2 separate regions of the Podarcis muralis genome follow, and region 1 is linked to region 2. Evidence: chromatin contacts called from public Hi-C data. All regions are on one chromosome and are shown on one strand. Each heading gives the region's core, a stretch centred on a gene start, on an enhancer-like site or on the middle of the called end of the contact. The rest is flanking DNA. Distances are from core to core; before and after follow the strand shown.

Region 1 (3,399 bases), core at 413-2,912, 330 kb before region 2:
TCCCATCTATTTGAGCAGGAACTAAACAGGTGAGGAATTTAATAGTAGTAGGTTTGATCTTCTTGCAGTCCATGGGACTCTCAAGAGTCTCCTCCAGCACCAGAATTCAAAAGCATCCATTCTTCAGTGATCAGCCTCCTTTATGGTCCAGCTCTCACTTCCATACGTCACTACGGGGAAAACTATAGCTTTAACTATACGGACCTTTGTTGGCAAGGTGATGCCTCTACTGTCTAGGTTTGTCACTGCTTTTCTCCCAAGGAGCAGGCGTCTTTTAATTTCGTGACTGCTCTCACCATCTGCAGTGATCATGGAGCCCAAGAAAGTAAAATCTCCCACTCCCTCCATTTCTTCCCCTTCTGTTTGCCAGGAGGTGATGGGACCAGTGGCCATGATCTTAGTCTTTTTGATGTTGAGCTTCAGACCATATTTTGCACTCTCCTCTTTCACCCTCAATAAAAGGTTTTTTAATTCCTCCTCACTTTCTGCCATCAAGGTTGTGTCATCTGCATATTTGAGGTTGTTGTTATTTCTTACAGCAATCTTAATTCCGGCTTGGGATTCATCCAGTCCAGCCTTTCGCATGATGAATTCTGCATATAAGTTAAATAAGCAGGGGGACAATATACAGCCTTGTCGCACTCCTTTCCCAATTTTGAACCAATCAGTTGTTCCATATCCAGTTCTAACTGTAGCTTCTTGTCCCACATAGAGATTTCTCAGGAGACAGATGAGGTGATCAGGCACTCCCATTTCTTTAAGAACTTGCCATAGTTTGCTGTGGTCGACACAGTCAAAGGCTTTTGCATAGTCAATGAAGCAGAAGTAGATGTCTTTCTGGAACTCTCTAGCTTTCTCCATAATCCAGCGCATGTTTGCAATTTGGTCTCTGGTTCCTCTGCCTCTTCTAAATCCAGCTTGCACTTCTGGGAGTTCTCAATCCACATACTGCTTGAGCCTTCCTTGTAGAATTTTAAGCATAACCTTGCTAGCATGTGAAATGAGTGCAATTGTGCGGTAGTTGGAGCATTCTTTGGCACTGCCCTTCTTTGGGATTGGGATGTAGACTGATCTTCTCCAATCCTCTGGCCACTGCTGAGTTTTCCAAACTTGCTGGCATATTGAGTGTAGCACCTTAACAGCATCATCTTAGTGTCCTTTATTGGCAGCGCTGGACGCGGCTTGTCAAGTACTGAAACGAGATGATGACCTCTTGCTGTTTTCTACTTCTATGGTCCCCTGACCCAAAGGGGACACAGTTTCAATGAAGTCCTTATGAACACTACCGGTACTCGGTCGAACTCTGCCTCTTCAAAGCAAAGTGAGCCTGCGCCGTTGTTGGCATCCCTCTGTCTCGAGAGACAACGGAGGGGTGCGCCTTTGGGGGTTGAATCCTGCACCGCTAGAGAAGTAAAAAAGGATAGAGCGGCGCCACTCTACGCTTGTGCCAAAGCCCGCTTTCGATCGACAACCGGAAGTCTCGGCCTTTGCAGAGAGACTGTGCCCTTTGACTGAGCGAAGTTAAGATGGGCGGGGTATAAATAATAAATTATTATTATTATAAATTATTATAACCGAGAGGCGCCGCCTAGAAGGGCCGCGAAGCCTCACCGACGGAGCGCCTTTTCCGGTCTGAAAGGGAGGCTTTCCTCGTTTCCCTCTCCTTGACCGGAAGTGTACCTGCGCTCATGGTCTGGGCCTGGTTCCGTTTCTCTGAGGGCGGCGGCGGCGTTTCCGCTCTCGCTGTTGGCCGCGGAAACGGGAGAAGCGGAGCGGCTGGACTTTTATGTGGGTCCCGCGAGCGGCGGGGAAGGAGAGGGAGGGGGGCGGAAAGGGGCGGCGCAGCGGCGCCCTCTAGCGGCTGAAGCGCGGAAGGGGCGGTGGGGAGGGGGTTGCCATGGCAACGGAGGGGAAGCTGGACCACTCGCCTCGGGGATGCTGCCAGGGAGGCTGGCAACCCAGTGATGCTGAGTCCTGCTGGTGCCACAGGGGTTCTTGTGGGGGCTGGGGAAGCTTCGTTTTTGGGAAGTAGGGGGGTGACACAATGTAGGTCTGTGAGCTTCCGTGTACATTTGGCATTTATTCAATTATTCTGAATTCATACCCTGCACGATTGCCAAAACAAGAACGCCCCAAAGTGGTTTACGAAAAAAAGGTTAAAATAATAATAATAATAATAATTTTTATTTATACCCCGCCCTCCCCAGCCAAGGCTAACAAGCTAACAAGCGATAATAAAAACAAGTTGAATGAACACAACTTAAAAACAAGATTAAGATGCAACATTAATAAATAAATAAATAAATAAATTTTATTTATATCCCGCCCTCCCCAGCCGAAGCTGGGCTCAGGGCGGCTAACAACAATAAAAATAATCCAACATTCTAAAACATTCATTATAAAATTAATTGAAACATTAGAATGCAGCCTCATCGCAGGGGGGGAAAGAAAGAGGGGGAGGGAATCAAATTGGCTCCGAGCCAAAGGCCAGGCGGAACAACTCTGCCTTACAGGCCCTGCGGAAAGAAATCAGATAACAAGACCACAAAGGCACCGAAAAGAGTACAGTGAAGGACCTGCCTGATGTCAGTAGGCAGGGAGTTCCAAAGTGTAGGTGCCACCACACTAAAAGATCAAGTTCTTACAAATGTGGAATGGGTGTTTTGTGGGACCTGCAACAGTGCCGGTTCCACTGGGCTGGTCAAACAAATATTCTGATCTGCTAGAAAGGAGCTTCCTAGGTTACAGGATCTAATGTATCCAGTATCCTCTTCTCACAGTGGCCGACCAGATGCCCAGTATGGGAAGCCTGCAAGCAAGACCTGAGTTCAAGAGCATGCTCTGCTCCTGAGGTTTCCAGCAGCTGTTATTCAGAGGCACACTGCCTTTAACAGCAGAAGCAGAGTATAACCCTTGTGGCTAGTTGCCGCTGGTAGCTGTTTTCTCCATGAATTTGTCTAATTCTCTTTTAAAGCCATCCAAGTTGGTGGTCATCGCTATCTTTTGTGGGAACAAACTCCGTAGTTTAGCTGTGCGTTATATGAATAAATGCTTTATTTTGTCTGTCCTGAATCTTTCAGCATTAAGTTTTATTGGAGGTCCACAATTTCTAGTCTTTTGAGAAAGGGAGAAAAACTCTACCCATTTTCTCCATATCATGCATGAATTTATATACCTCCATCCTGTTGGAAAACTCTGATCAGATTCTATTAGCGTACTCTAAGGATTAAATAGGGACGCGGGTGGCGCTGTGGGTAAAACCTCAGTGCCTAGGACTTGCCGATCGCATGGTCGGCGGTTCGAATCCCCGCAGCAGGGTGAGCTCCCGTCTTTCGGTCCCAGCGCCTGCCAACCTAGCAGTTCGAAAGCACCCTCGGGTGCAAGTAGATAAATAGGGAC
Region 2 (3,519 bases), core at 870-3,369:
CGACTTTTAATGAAAAGTTGGGCAAAGGGTAAAGCAAAGGCGCTGGATTTTGTGGTCATTTGGGTGTGATATATATCTGTGGTTCCCAAGTTAGTTCCATAAACTCACCCCTAGCGCTTCCTATCCAGCCCTATAAAAAGCCTTATTCAAAACAGCAGTGTGCAGTGAGGAGGATAACGACACACACAAATGAGAAACAGTAACCAATTATTGCACATTTATTCAAAGGCCAACTGAAACTATTTACTTTCTTTTTTGTTTCTATGTTATGTATTTTTGTGTTTCCATGTTGCAAACTGCCCCGCGATCCTCGGATGGCGGGCAGCAAAGAAATTGAATGAATAAATACGACAAGGCTGATTTGACACAATGAGTTTGCCTTTTTCCTCCTCCCTCCTGACCCCTCTTCCTTTTGTGTCGCTAAATTGCGAGTCTGACCATTTGAAAGCGGCACTGGGCCCCCTTGCCTCTTAGCACGCCCCCCTCTCCAGAGAACCCCGCTTTGATATAAAGGTAAGGGGACCCCTAACCATTAGGTCCAGTCGCGGACGACTCTGCGGTTGTGGCCGGCGTACATGTGGCCAGCAGGACTAAGCCACTTCTGGCGAACCAGAGCAGCGCACAGAAACGCCATTTACCTTACCTATTAATCTACTTGCACTTTGACATGCTTTCGAACTCCTAGGTGGGCAGGAACAGGGACCGAGCAACGGGAGCTCACCCCGTCGTGGGGATTCGAAGTGCCGACCTTCTGATCGGCAAGTCCTAGGCTCTGTGGTTTAACCCACAGCACCACCCGCGTCCCATATATATATGTGTGTGTGTGTGTGTGTATAAAACAACCCTCCAGGGTCTGAGTTTGCCTTTTTATTCCTCCCTCCCAGCCCCACTTCCTTTTGTGTCGCGTCTCCTCAACGCCAAGTTCCCAGGGAGCGGAAGTCCCGCCAAAGAAAAGAAGGGAGGAAAGCTCAGAGGCCAGAGGGATGGGCTCCCCCGGCCTCCATTTGCCCGGCCCGCGCTTCCCTTCCTTCTCCCTACCCGGCCCGTTTCTCCCCCGAGCGAGAGCGGAGTCCTCCAAGTGCCCGACACCGAGTCTCCCACGGCTAGAGCGGCAGGTCGAGAGGAAACCCGGAAGAGAAAAGAGCCATAGAGTGCGCCAGGCTAGAGGGGCAGGAAAAAACCATAGAGGCTTTCTTTTCCCCGCGGGGGAAACAAAGCCACCTTCGTCCCAGCCGGGAGAGACTCTCGGCCTTTCTCTTTACTTGTTTTAGAGGCTTCTGAGCAGTCCCTGGAGGCGGAAATTACCCCCGCGCTCCTTCTTGGATTGGGCCTTCCTAGTAAGGGCAAGGAAAAAGGGCAGCGGCTTCAACGGTCGCTACTGGGCAGGCGCGTTAGGGACTGCGCACGCGCAATAGCACTCAGGCCAAGAGGAAAGGGAGCATTGTTGCGATATGAAACTTAGGGCGCCCAACATCAGGAAGATGCGCTTGTCTTCCTTGGGTGTTCTAGTGTTAATAATAATAATATAATAAATTTTAGTGTTAGGAGAGAGGGGAAAGCAGCAGTCCAGTTTGCACGCTTTACCTGGGAGGAATTCCCGAGGAAGTCAATGGGACTTACTTCCGAGTAGACCTGCCCCAGATTGCACTGCTCAAAAAATTGCACCGGCTCAGCGGCTGCAGTAAGGAAGTCCGATCCTGAATTACCAAAGATAAAACAAACATTAACACGAGCAGCTCGCGAGGAATAACTCCCCCCCGCAAAAAATACGGAGAAAAAGCTGGCGATTGTGCGTTCCTCGGGGCAGGGACCTTTGCCTGGGTCACCTGCCTCTTTTCAACACGTAACAAAAAGGGACCTGCTGCAAAAATATATTAATATTTAAGCTGGGGGTGATCTGGCTACGAGCACAGTTATTATTTTCATTTTTTCGTACGGTATGCAGTATAGAAATTTAGTTAACTATGCCGCTCTTGGTGGAGTACACAGTAAAAAACAAAGCATAAGAGCAGTGCTTTTTTCTGGGGGAACGCAGACCCCTAATAATAATAATAATAATAATAATAATAATAATAATAATTTATTTACCCCGCCCATCTGGCTGAATTTCCCCAGCCACTCTGGGCGGCTCCCCATCCCTAAACATTTGGTGAATCTTTGTACTTTTGTCCATTGACTGCATTTATTTCCCCCGATCTCAACTAGAAAACGGTGATTTTCGTGAGTCAAAATGACAGTAAACCCCTAAACATTTTTTTTAGGAAAGCATTGCGTAAAGAATGGTTTGGAGAGTTTCAATTGGAAAGCGCCGCGCGGCTGCAAGAACGGGGCTCTCTGCACGTGCTCAGAGGCACTCTTGCTGGCTCTGGAAGGCAGGCAGCTGGGCGCGCCCCTTTCCGGCCCGGGCTCGCTCCCGCCTCCAGCTGGCCGGGCTCCTCCTCCTCCCCGTCCGCCCCGGGGAAGGAAGGGCGGCGGCGGCAGCGCGCAGAGCCGGAGGGGCGCGCAGGGATCCGGCCATGGGGATCTCCAGGCTGGCCGAGCTGATCCGGGAGGAGGCGCCGGACGCCGTGAGCTCCGTCCAGCTGGAAGACTACCGGGGTGAGCGCTGCCGCCGCCGCCTTTTGCGCCCATCCTGCATCTCCCAGACTACAGGCATCCCCAAACTCGGTGCGCAATTGTAGTTTTGGAACTACAATTCCCATCATCCCTGACCACCGGTCCTGTTAGCTAGGGATGATGGGAGTTGTAGTCCCAAAACAGCTGGAGGGCTGAGTTTGGGGGTGCCTGTCCCAGAGGATCGCGGACATCTCGGCCGGTTGGGCTGGATGATGACCTTTGGGTCTCTGGTGCAAGTTAAAGCTGGGTGCTCCATCTCTTTTGGAACTACAGTTCCCATCATCCCTGACCACTGGTCCTGTTAGCTAGGGATGATGGGAGTTGTAGTCCCAAAACAGCTGGAGGGCTGAGTTTGGGGGTGCCTGTCCCAGAGGATCATGGGCATTGCAGCTGGTTGGGCTGGATGATGACCTTGGGTCTTTGGTGCAAGTTAAAGCTGGGCGCTCCATCTGTTTTGGAACTACAGTTCCCATCATCCCTGACCACCGGTCCTGTTAGCTAGGGATGATGGGAGTTGTAGTCCCAAAACAGCTGGAGGGCTGAGTTTGGGGGTGCCTGTCCCAGAGGATCACGAGCATCTCCGCCGGTTGGGCTCTATGATGACCTTTGGGTCTCTGGTGCAAGTTAAAGCTGGGTGCTCCATCTGTTTTGGAACTACAATTCCCATCATCCCTGACCACCGGTCCTGTTAGCTAGGGATGATGGGAGTTGTAGTCCCAAAACAGCTGGAGGTCTGAGTTTGGGGGTGCCTGTCCCAGAGGATCATGGGCATTGCAGCTGGTTGGGCTGGATGATGACCTTGGGTCTTTGGTGCAAGTTAAAGCTGGGCGCTCCATCTGTTTTGGAACTACAGTTCCCATCATCCCTGACCACCGGTCCTGTTAGCTAGGGATGATGGGAGTT

Evidence for each region. A called contact is a pair of places that touch in the nucleus more often than the background predicts.
Region 1: a contact with region 2 is called in a Hi-C map of tail, with 4 times the contacts expected there. The contact joins the promoter of SLC33A2 here to the promoter of LOC114600152 in region 2. A contact is called at or near these places in 2 of 3 Hi-C or Micro-C datasets (blood and tail).

The regions. Positions count from the first base shown.
Region 1 is chr8:2,050,116-2,053,514 of rPodMur119.hap1.1, reverse strand. SLC33A2 (solute carrier family 33 member 2) reads left to right here and starts at 1,662. Exons shown (of 6, transcript XM_028735997.2): 1 at 1,662-1,788.
Region 2 is chr8:1,722,089-1,725,607 of rPodMur119.hap1.1, reverse strand. It overlaps LOC114600152 (putative flap endonuclease 1 homolog), which reads left to right and starts at 2,119. Exons shown (of 13, transcript XM_028735979.2): 1 at 2,119-2,598. The coding sequence starts at 2,280. It overlaps TMEM276 (transmembrane protein 276), which reads right to left and starts at 1,146. Exons shown (of 4, transcript XM_077932669.1): 1 at 1,039-1,146.